Regions from separate parts of the Anser cygnoides genome. Here region 1 is linked to region 2. A link is a contact called in public Hi-C data. All regions are on one chromosome and are shown on one strand. Each heading gives the region's core, a stretch centred on a gene start, on an enhancer-like site or on the middle of the called end of the contact. The rest is flanking DNA. Distances are from core to core; before and after follow the strand shown. Region 1 overlaps LOC106045475 (solute carrier organic anion transporter family member 1C1-like). Region 2 has its middle 72 kb from the start of BCAT1.

Evidence for each region. A called contact is a pair of places that touch in the nucleus more often than the background predicts.
Region 1: a contact with region 2 is called in a Hi-C map of liver, with 11 times the contacts expected there. The contact joins two enhancer-like sites. A contact is called at or near these places in 2 of 7 Hi-C or Micro-C datasets (both in liver).

What each region holds. Positions count from the first base shown.
Region 1 is chr1:80,059,998-80,065,747 of Taihu_goose_T2T_genome, forward strand. It overlaps LOC106045475 (solute carrier organic anion transporter family member 1C1-like), which reads right to left. Exons shown (of 14, transcript XM_067000966.1): 2 at 4,699-4,841; 3 at 2,395-2,536; 4 at 2,175-2,307; 5 at 1-37. LOC136791309 (a long non-coding RNA gene) reads left to right here. Exons shown (of 3, transcript XR_010832997.1): 3 at 1-52. Among named protein-coding and RNA genes, the nearest start is that of NOBOX, 95 kb to the right of the region's middle. Within about 2 kb of position 4,179, at least 1 of the 3 cell types and tissues checked has open chromatin away from gene starts, as enhancers often do. A contact at or near this core is called in liver, where this site is marked.
Region 2 is chr1:79,788,260-79,793,464 of Taihu_goose_T2T_genome, forward strand. No RefSeq gene overlaps it. Among named protein-coding and RNA genes, the nearest start is that of BCAT1, 72 kb to the right of the region's middle. Within about 2 kb of position 2,717, at least 1 of the 3 cell types and tissues checked has open chromatin away from gene starts, as enhancers often do. A contact at or near this core is called in liver, where this site is marked.

The sequences.
Region 1 (5,750 bases), core at 2,929-5,428, 270 kb after region 2:
TGAAGATGCTGTATGTGATGTTGTCTCATACTTATAACTGAAAACACACAATTGTACATTTAGCAGCAATGATCAGTAGGTAAATACCAGTGCAGTAGGGCAGGAATAACTCAATTGCTGTTTCCCTAAAGAGAAAGTTATTTTTGTTTAAATATCAATCCAGACTGCTACTGAAGGAACAAGAATGAAAATTACTGAAGCATATTTTAAAAATATGGAATAGCAAAAATAAAGAGCAAATAAAAGTTAGAATCATGCATTTGGAAGACATAACTTTTTAAGCTGGAAAGATCAAAAGGGCTTTTGAAAGTAATTCAGGTAGGACTGAATTTCTGCTGTCAACAGTTAGGGTCTGTTCCAAGTGAAATCCCGATGTTGACCAAACTGTGAAGGAGAAAAAGGAGAATCTCTGGATTGTGAATCTCCCTTTTTATCTTAGATACATATTTGTGAGAGGATGGGGAAGATGTAAGGAAGGGAGAAGTCATCCTCGGGAGGTACCTATTTGCCAGTTATTTGGCATTGGATTTAGAAAGAGCTGTTCTATAGTAGCAGGTAGATAAAGACAGTCTTTAAATGACACTCTTTAGCTGTGTATATGGGAAGCAGGGCAATGCTTTGGGCAGACAGCTGAGCAGCTCAGGTGCTGGAACTTTTTGACTGCGTTAGCATCATGCTTTTCCCAGATACGAGCCCTGTTGAGGTGCAAAGTACACTGAGCTTAGAAAGAACAATGCAGTAAAACACACACTCTGCTTCTAGGAACTGGGCTGGCTCTATTAGATCAGGCAGGCTTATTTTTGAGGTTGAAACAAAGAGTGTTCATCACAGGAGACAGTGCATAATTTCCTCATGAAAACTGAGGCCCAAATTCATGAGAGACTTTATGAGTTTCCTAGTGTAGATGAGACAGATACACAGCTTGGCTTAAACAGTGGAAAATACAAGTCTTAATGCTAGTGCAAGATCCACTATCATGACAAAAAAAATATATATATGTATTCTGTAGGTTTCTTTTTGCATTAGTATAGCTTAAATTATTCTAATACACTTAAGAGAGCAACAGAAATGTGTTTCATTATGTTATCACTGTATCAAAGCTATGGCTAGAAACATTATCACATATAAGCAAAATACAGTAATTCTCTGAATCTGGAGAAGATGCATAGAAATTATTTTAACCAGCCATGGTAAATCAATTTAACCAGACATGAGCATTTGGAACAGAAAATGCCCTTGGACCAGTTCTATGAGCACTGATGCATCTGCTGGCTCTGAAGCTGAAAGGCTGCTTTGTGTGAGCAGTTGCTACAGAACAGGGCAGAATCTGTTTCACAAATACACCATCTTACACAACAAGGTTCTGGTTTCCTCTTTCAAGGAGATGGATTTCTTCCAGTGAGAACTTCTGTAGGCTGATTTCTTCAATGAGTAATCTCTGGAGCCCTGATTTTACGTGAGAGTTACTTGTTACTATAAATAAAGTCAGATTTCAGGTAGAGATGTCTCCCAGTATAAGGCTATCAGCTCAGAGCTGGTTGAGGTCCTGCTCAAAACAGCACAAGTTTCAATCTTTTTTTTTTTTTTTTTCTGGAAATCATATAGGTGGTTTCTATATTGTGTGAATTCTGATAGGTATAGGAAATTGTGGTTCATAACAATTTGACTTTCCCAACTACGTTATCCTGACATCTCTGTTAGCAACCAGCAATACCACATTATTATATTACCACTGATTTTCTCAATAAGGTGTTCTTACAGTTAGCCATTCAGAAAGAGTATATAATTTAAGAAATAGTATCAGGGTAATAGCATGGTTGAAGACTTTCAAAGAACATGATTTTGTAAATGATTTTGTAAAAAAAAAAAAAAAAGTGTATTGATTTCGTAGAATCACTTTCTTCTCTGTCTCTTCTCTGAAGAAGTCTGACTGAAAATGAAAGCATATTGATTTTCATGTTTTTTCCAGAAATTGAACTTTTACTTCAGAAGAGCCATATTTTTTCAACCAGATATAATGAACAGTGGTGTGTGCAATTCATTGTATATTAAAGTGGGTGCTATAGGTCTTTGGAAATCTAAGTCTCAAAATGCACCAGCTTTCATTCAAAAATCAGAAAGCAATATCTAACTTCAGTGCTATGTTATTCAAATTAGTCTTGATAAGTACTTACTATCCCATGAAGAAATGAGGCATTGCTGTTAAAAGACTCCCCAAAGCCATAGTAAAGCATCCAACAGCAATGACTTTGGGCCTGTGAAGTTTAGCTCCAAAGTAGCTTACAAATGCAATCACCAGCAAATTACCTAGAAAGTAATGAACCAAAATTAATGCCAGATGTTATATCTCATAGTTCTCTAAACAGTTTGCTGCATGTTACAGAATATTATTACCCATCTCAAAGCTCCCATCGATGAAACCAACAGTAGAGGATGGAAGGTCAAACCTTCGTTCAATCTGTGTGACGGAACTTTTCATAATTGTACCAGACAATGCTTTACTGAAGTAGCTGAACGATAAAGCAGCGAGAAACATCTGAGGGAAGATTAAGACAAAAAAAATGGGAAGTAGGGACAGGAAAACCGGTCAAATAGAGATCAAAATATTTTTAAAACTGTGCAGAACAAGCATCATGGTGTTCATTTGTTACTCAAATTACAGTGAAAACATTGTGTGTGAATTTTCTTGTACCCTAGTTATGAGAGAGTGGCGCCAGGGTGGACTCAATGATGTTTGCTCCCTGCTTAGGTTCTCCCCACAGGAAAGGGCTGGTGGTGGGTGCTGCACTGAAAGCAGCCACTTGCTTTATTCACGTTCAGGGTTGCAATGGCTGTCTTAATGATCAGACAGCCTGATCTTCCCTGCCTTGCTGGTCATAGGTATTCCAGAGCAGGAATCCTGTGGACTCTAGAACTTAAATTTGGCAGACAACTCACTGGGGACTGTTTACCTTACTGGCATCCTGTGGTTAAATTTATCAAAAAGCTGAGGCCCATGTTGGGCAATCAAAATGGTTAGATTTCTAAATATCACAGAAATGTAAAAATTTGACACAGGTGAAATACCTCATCAAGATAGATTTAATGGAACTAGTCCAACCTAAAATTAATCTTAGCTCCAATTATCTTCTGCTTGGGCCACATGTCACTTACTTTATCTCAGTTCATAACTGGTTCTAACTCAAACATATAGCTAGCCATGACACCAAAATAAAGGCTTTATGCAAGTTTTCGTGGTATCCTAGTATGTGGAAGGCAGTACAGGCTTATTTGAGTTCCTCTCTGTCTAAAATATATTTTGAAATATGTGAATCATGTCTGTATTGCTTCTGTATCATATATTTCATAAAGGGAAGCTTGAAATTCTTAGTAATTTCATAGTTACTTCCACTAACACACATTGTGGTTTTTGCAAATAAAGGTGTATTTGAAAACAAGTTAAACTAAGTTTGTTTAAATATTATCTAACTATTTCAACATAATCTAAAAACAAATAGACTTATTGCTCAGTGGGTAAAAGTTCCAATACACCACAACTTTGGGTAAGTAAACAAAAGTAAATATAGGTTCAGACTTTGCAATTCTATCTACTGTAAGTAATGAAGTCAAGCACATGCTTGAAAATAGGTACTTTTCTTTTGGTCAAGGAATGAAGACAAAATCACATGAGTGCAGGCTTTTGTCCTGATCTGTTTTGGATTTCCTGAGCTCAACTGGCAAAAAAGTGTGTGAGAACCACCTTTTCTGCCTTATACCAGCAGTGGTCTCAGAGGTTTTGGCTGGAACTGCAAACTGCCGATAAGCATGAAAACACAAACAAAAATGACTTAGATATTTTGTGTTTGAAAATGCAGTCCCCATGTAAACCCTAAAATATTTGACAGGAAGGTGAGGTAGAAGAACAGTTTGTCTTTTGTTACCTCCAAGGTATTATCTCTATTAAACTCTAATTGCCATAAAGTCAGTCACAGGAACATGCAGATATAGATCCACATGCTTGAAGCATTGCCCATGTATATGATGGTAAAGTTAGTCCTGTGAGTCTCCCAGAGAGCTCAGATTCTATTTTTGCAGGTGTATTTTTTTGCAGATGTGAGTCAGATAAAAGAAGAAATATAACAAACTTTGCCTGGTACTTGAGCCAAACCACTCTGGGTGTTTGAGAAGTTTACAAATGCCTATATTTTTCAAATAATCTTTTATTTGTACCTGAGCCACAAGCAATAAATACTAAAGTCTTTAACATGAAAGCAAAATTCTCACTAGCTTACCAGCTTTGTTCAGTCTGTTGTTCCTGTGTTCTCCTGAAAGTGTGAATGCTTGCATGAATCAATGGATTAGATGAAGTCCTGGAATATGATTCATATCACCTCATTTTAGCTCTAAAAATGGGTGTTGATAACAACTCCAGACGTCAATGTATTGTAGCTACCTGTTTTAGGATATTTCAAGTCTTCCATTGGAGACTACCTGTCTTCAGTGACCAAAATGGGAACCTAACTATAAGTAATTTAACAGTAAATGTTAGATTAGGATTTTTTAAATTATTTTTTATTTTTAGGGAAAGTTAGATAAGATCCAGCCCTTCCCTGCGTCTGCAGTGTGTATTTGTTTCCAAAAAAGACAGGGGGAACAAGAAGTAAGTAAACTATAATGTCAAACCTTGAATGAGATTTCTTAACATGATAAGAACCAAACCTTCAATCCCGTGCAACACGTAGTCTTCTTTCTGACTGGTAGATTTTTGTTTGCTTCATCATCCAAAAGCTGGACAGGCTCTGCTTCCTGATTTGAGTCATCAACATTGCTGGATTCAGTTTCCACTGTCATGGTTGATTTGTCTGCTCAGTGATGTGAACCCAAGAGAAAATAGTAGATATAAAAATACATATGTCAAAATAGAGTTGTTTGATAATTTTTCTAATGAAACAGTAGTTACGAGAAAACACAGAGATGATGAAACTGAATCTTTCCACTGGAAAGGTTTGGCTCAATGACTTAGATCTTTAAAAGCATACACCTGTTTAAATTTTGAAGTATCTTGTTTTGACATCTTTCTTTTAAAGTGAAATGCTTCTTCACTCTCTCCACTGCCCCCACCCCTCACCCTACTTTTTTTCTGTCTATAGTGATTTTAATGCTAAAAAGACTATTTCTACAGAAGAGTAAAAGAAAAAGTCTCTGTCCAAAAGTGAATTAGAGGGGTCAATATAGTATCAGCAGTGAAGCACAGGGAGTACTAGAGAAGCTCTGACTTTGTGGGTCAAGTGGTTTAGGACTCAATCAGCATTTTGGAAAGACGTGTAATAACACTGTGCCATTCAACTTGTCCTTTTGCACTGACTTGTTGGAAACAACTCTTGATGACAAAATAATAAATTATTTTATCTACCTGACCTCTTTTAAGGAGCTTATATGTTTTTTCTTCTTGCAGTATACAGGGTGTCCTTAGTCCCCTTCTGTCCACAGAGTGCTATCTATATTCCCTGACACGTGGAGTCCTCTGCAAGTCAGGATTTAAGCAGAACTGCTCCAGTTCCCCCAGGAAGACAACACCTAGTATCCAAAGAGGACCGATCATTTCCTCCTTTGAAATAATACGTTTTTTGTTGAAAGACTAGTTGCATGATTAAGTTGGATTTGGTTTTAGTTCAATGAATGTTACATACTTTAGCTTTTTCTTTCCTTTTTTTTTTTTCAGTTTCTTAATCTTTATATTTGAGAGATGGGTAAGCAATTATACAGAAAAA
Region 2 (5,205 bases), core at 1,467-3,966:
CACGGAATGAATGTTCCTGCAGTTCAGGCATTTGAAAATCGGATTAACCTGGAAGAGCCAAAGCAGGAACAAGCTACAGACATGAACATAATAGATACTGACTGCTGGGGTTCCAGGGCAGATGTCAGCCCTTACTTGTGCAGTGGAGGCCATGGAAGAGTCTTTTTAGTAATAGGTGCTTCACTTTTTAAAAACAAACAAACAAACAAACAAACAAAAACAGCACTACCGAGTGAGTTCAAATAGCAAAAATAGTTCACTTGTGGGCAGAAAGGAAGAGGCCAAGCATGGGTATTACTTTCTATGTCTCAGCCATCTTACCTCATCTTGTACACCCAAAGACTATCTGGTCAACTAAATAAACGTGGTGCCAGAAGGCAGCTACAGAATAGCCTCCTTGTGAAGGGGACTCTCCTGCAGGTACAGAAAGCAGAGCCAGCCTGACCCCATTCTGCCCTGGCCAGGCAACAGTCCACAATGCTTGATTCTTCACTAACACACAAGCACCAAAGGGCTCTTGCAGCTATGAACTGCACATGCAGACAGGCAATTTTGGAGCAGAAAGGTCTTGGGTAAGTCACTGAACTGCAACTTAAGTCCATCTTTTCTCTCCTAAGCAACAGTAATGTGTTCTTCCTCCCCCCCCGCCCCAGATGGCTGTGGGGTTTCCTAGTTCTGTGGGCTTGGGTGAAGATCACAAAAATAAACACAGTAAATGTTTCAAGTCTCAACTGTGTGGATTCTTTTACTCTATCCTGGTTAATAACATAAAATAACTTTATGCTTGCAGAACAGCTGGTCCTCTATTAAGAAAACTATATATGCAAAAAAAAAAAAATGGCCACTGAACAAGTAGGCACAGAAAGACCTTCCTCTCACAACCTGCCCCCCTCCTCTGAGGTCCAAGTTATATTTGGTCTACATGAAAAACAGAAAAGGGCTTACATTTCAAGTGACCAAGCACCCTTTTGCAAAAACATAGCACTCTGCCTAGATGCCTCTTGTTGGTATAAATACTTTGCTTTTGAACACCCATAACCCCTTGGATCCAGAGCAGAGCATTTAGGTGATGCAAACTCTTCCAAGGTTAGTGAAAATGAACTGGATGTTTATTTGTTTAAACCAGATCTGTACCATAGACTGACAAGGCTTGGCATTATACAAGGTTTGGCCATGAATAAGCTTGGTTTTCTTGCATTTAAATGTCACTGTCAGCTGTAGGCAATGTTCCAACTTGTGAAGTTTCACTGAAACTGGAAGCAACACTAAGCTTGGCAGAAACGTGATTGTGAGGTTTAATTGAAAGAGTAAGCATGCTATTACAAATTAATGTGGAGAAGGCAGCCATGGTGGAATCTGTCTTCGGTTACATATGGCCCTCCATTGCTCATTGATCGTGCAGCTTGTTCTTCTGCATTTATCCTCACAGGAGTCTCTCAGCTTGCTGAGAACTATTACCCCATTTTACAGCTGGAAAATAGGAGCTAGGAGAGTTACCTGCTTTGCTCAAAGGCACTGAAAGTAACTGATGAAGGCTAACTGCAAATCTTCTCTTCCTTTTCAGATTGCTTATAATTTTCCCCTAATGAAAATCACTTATCTGATAAACTTATATTATGCACTGCAGAGGAAACCAAGAGAAGCAGCATCTTTTAAAAATAAATCGTTAAAAGCCAACAAGGTTTTAGCAATTTACTATAATTGCAGTTTGATTTTCAGTTTTCCCATGAAAGATCTCAAACTTATAATCTTAAGACTGAATGAAACAGTAATTGTTAAAATATACTCAGTTGATTACTGATGATCTGAGTCATAATTTTCCTTTTTCCCTGAAAAAATACTTTTTTTTTTTTAATGAAAACCATAGATTTTTCTGGCTACGAGCTTTACACAAACCAAAAATTACAAAATTATTTTTCCTGACAGCATTTGTTTTATCAGAGAGAAAGCAACAACAACAGTTAAAGCAGGTTAAACATCTCTACAGCAGAGGAATTCTGCCCGGACCTTCATAGATGACTTGATGATAGTCTCACTGGGTCAAACATTGCTGGCTCTTCCTCCTGTTGCTTAAACCATAGTAACAGATAATAAAGCCTTGCTCATGTTACTCTCTCTTTCCAGGAAGAAGTTACCGCAAAGAGGCTGCAAGTTCTGGCAGAGATCTATGCATGCTCAGAAAACAAAGTTTGTGTTTAAATATGTTCCTATCCTGTAAAATTTTGGGAATTTCCATAAAGCTTTTCCTGAACTTTGGCCTTATTGACGTCTGTCTTAGCTGCTGATTTGATGTTGTCCTAGTATTGAGAAAGCTTTCCAGTATTACACATATGCAAAAATGGGGAAAGAGTACAAATGTTCTTCTTTTTTTTTTTTTTTGTTGGAATGTGAAATGAAATGTGGAATAAGTTCTCATTTGTGTCTCATTTGCATGTAGCAGCATGTGGACTAACAAAGGGAATCCTTCCAATGGCCTCTGAGAGTTAAGCAGCTATAAGAGGTACAACCAAGCTCTTAAGTTTCCCCTTAGCAGAGGTAAGGAGTTGTAAGGTAGAAACACAGCAGCACTGATCTTTCAAAGACAGAGCACCCATCTAACCTAAAAGAAATCTACTGATTGGTTATGCTTCATATGCATAATGCCAGTAGCAGTTGCAAGGCTTTCATGCGTATACTGTTAAATAAAACTGCCTAGGCTGATACACTGTAGTCTGGTCTCTGAAGTAAAAATAAAATAAAATTATGCTTTGCCTCTTTGGAGGTCATATTGCACAAGGGTGAAAGTCGACAGCACTTAGGGTCTCACCAGATTCTTTCCATGACAGTGAAAAACAGGCAATGAGTTAGGTAATACTATCTCTTTACCTTGTTTATTTGTTAGAAAATAAACTCATATATCAGGAATATAATGGGACCAAACCACAAAAAGTTAGGTTCCTTATGCAGGAATCCTTGAATGTGCCATGTAAATAAACCTTACATTCCCCAAAATTTGATTGCTCCTTCAGAAAACAACAGACAATACTATGTTTCTCTGCTTTCTACTGTAACACACACACAGGCAACAAACTGTGTGATCTGAAACGCCCTTGGCACAGCCACCGATAAATCTGAAGATCTTCAGATTAATGACTCACCTGATAGCAGCTATTAGTACTTCCCAGCCCAACACTATCACCACTGGTAGATGAAGATACCAAAACAGAGCAGAGAAAATGCAATTTATCTCAGTAAAGCAATTTACCATAGATGAGTAACTCTTCTCTCACCTACACAATACCCATAATGACTTTGCAATCTTGCATAATGGAAGATTGCCACCACCTGATAACTAAGTAAATATTTTGATACAACAAGATCAGGACAGACAGGGTCTCTCCTCAACTGACATTGCCCCTTTTGGAGGGAGAACCCTCTGTAAAAAAACTGATTGGTTGCTGGGATTAGGAAGGATTTTTAACCTTGAATTTAGCTCAAGCACAACAGTTTTTCCTCAAGAACCATAAAAATATTCCACCTTGCAAGGGAATGGCAAAGGAAGCACGTGCTATGGGTGATACATACCGGATGATAATTGAGAGATGTCATTTTCCTGAAAGGAATAAAAGCAGCTGATAAACCACTCAGGTTTTCTGTTCTTTGCATGATGTAAGGACATAGTTTGTGGCAGACGAAGGCAGTGATGTTAAGTTTACAAGCACTTGGGAGAAAAATTAGTCTTAGCTGGTGGGATCCAGAGCAATGGGGTGGTCAGTGACCCATCCCAAGAGGTAAAAGATACTGGTAGCAGTAGCTGTGCTGTAGTCTGAGCTGTGGCATTTTTCTTACTTCACATTTTCAGGCACTGAGATTTACTAAAAAGATTTAAGCATTTTTCACTATCTTTATTCTAATCAGTTTTCAGCCATACCTTTATGATGAAGATACAAATTTTTTCAGACTTTCGTTTCTTTTCTAACCTGAGACCTAACAGTAAATCAAACATTACAGTCTTTGCTCTGGCACAAGGATTGCATGAGCTAAAGGAAGAAAAAAAATGGATACAGTATTCATTAATGACTTAAGCAAGGTCTGGTGCATATAAATTTAAGAGCCATAATAAAAGTGGCTTGCACCTGGGAGATACTCAAATCCTAACGTTTCATATGGATATGACTTCTTAACAGGCTTAGTCCCTTAAAAACTGCTACCATTAAAAGGGCAATCATACTCTTCCCACACATGGGCTCTGTGTATGTGTACGTCTTCCTTTCTGTGGTCAAATAATGATCTGGTCTCTCTTAGACTATTTTAGTGCCTTTACTGCCACAAGGGAAGAGTGGGGATCAAGCAGCAGGAAATAGGAAGAGCAAAGCCATTCTCTTCATTAGCAGCTCAGAACATGACAGTCACCTCAGTTAGGGTGTGAGACAGTACCAAATGAATAGAAAGATGTTTCCTCTGGCTTTGCTTGGTGTTGGTTTATGTACATTTCACTAAAAGGCAAGTGAGTCACAGTCTTTGTTTTCTTCTTAATTGTGCAACACCGGATGAATTTCATCCCTTTTAAAAATGAGAGTCAGTACAGCCCTACCTCTTGTATAGGTGATAGTGTCTCTGGTAGTGGCAGCCTCCTGGTATGTATTTACTTTGTATATCTACCCAGGACAGGTTTAGTCACCTCCCTCACACATACATTCCTGCAAAAGCACATGCTTCCATACTGCTATGCAGCTACAGCTGCACAGTCACCATCTAGACCAGGGCTCTACCTACACCTGTCTTCTGGCAGACCTAGAAGGATCATCAAATATCTTCTGTGTACAGATGAAAAACCTGTGTGCCAAGCATTTACAAAATGCCTGTATCATTGGTGTTATCATATCAGTATCAACCTGATCAGTCTTTTGTTCTAAAGACATTTTTTTGTAGACCATGAATATGCATACGTGCTTTAGACATGTAATTGTTATCTCAGTCAATCAGAATATAATTTAAAATATTTCATTATTAAGTCCCTTTGATATATAAAGTGTCTAAAATTAAAGGGCGGATGTATTTTACACAGTCTGTAGTTAGGACTGACCCATTTAAAACATTTGTTTTTCTGCTTATCCTTTAAAGTCAGGTATTTATCGCACAAACACAGAGTTTAGTTAGGATATTTTTCTTGTATAGGAATTCTCTTCAACTCCATCTAACAAACAAACAAGTTGGCTTATACTT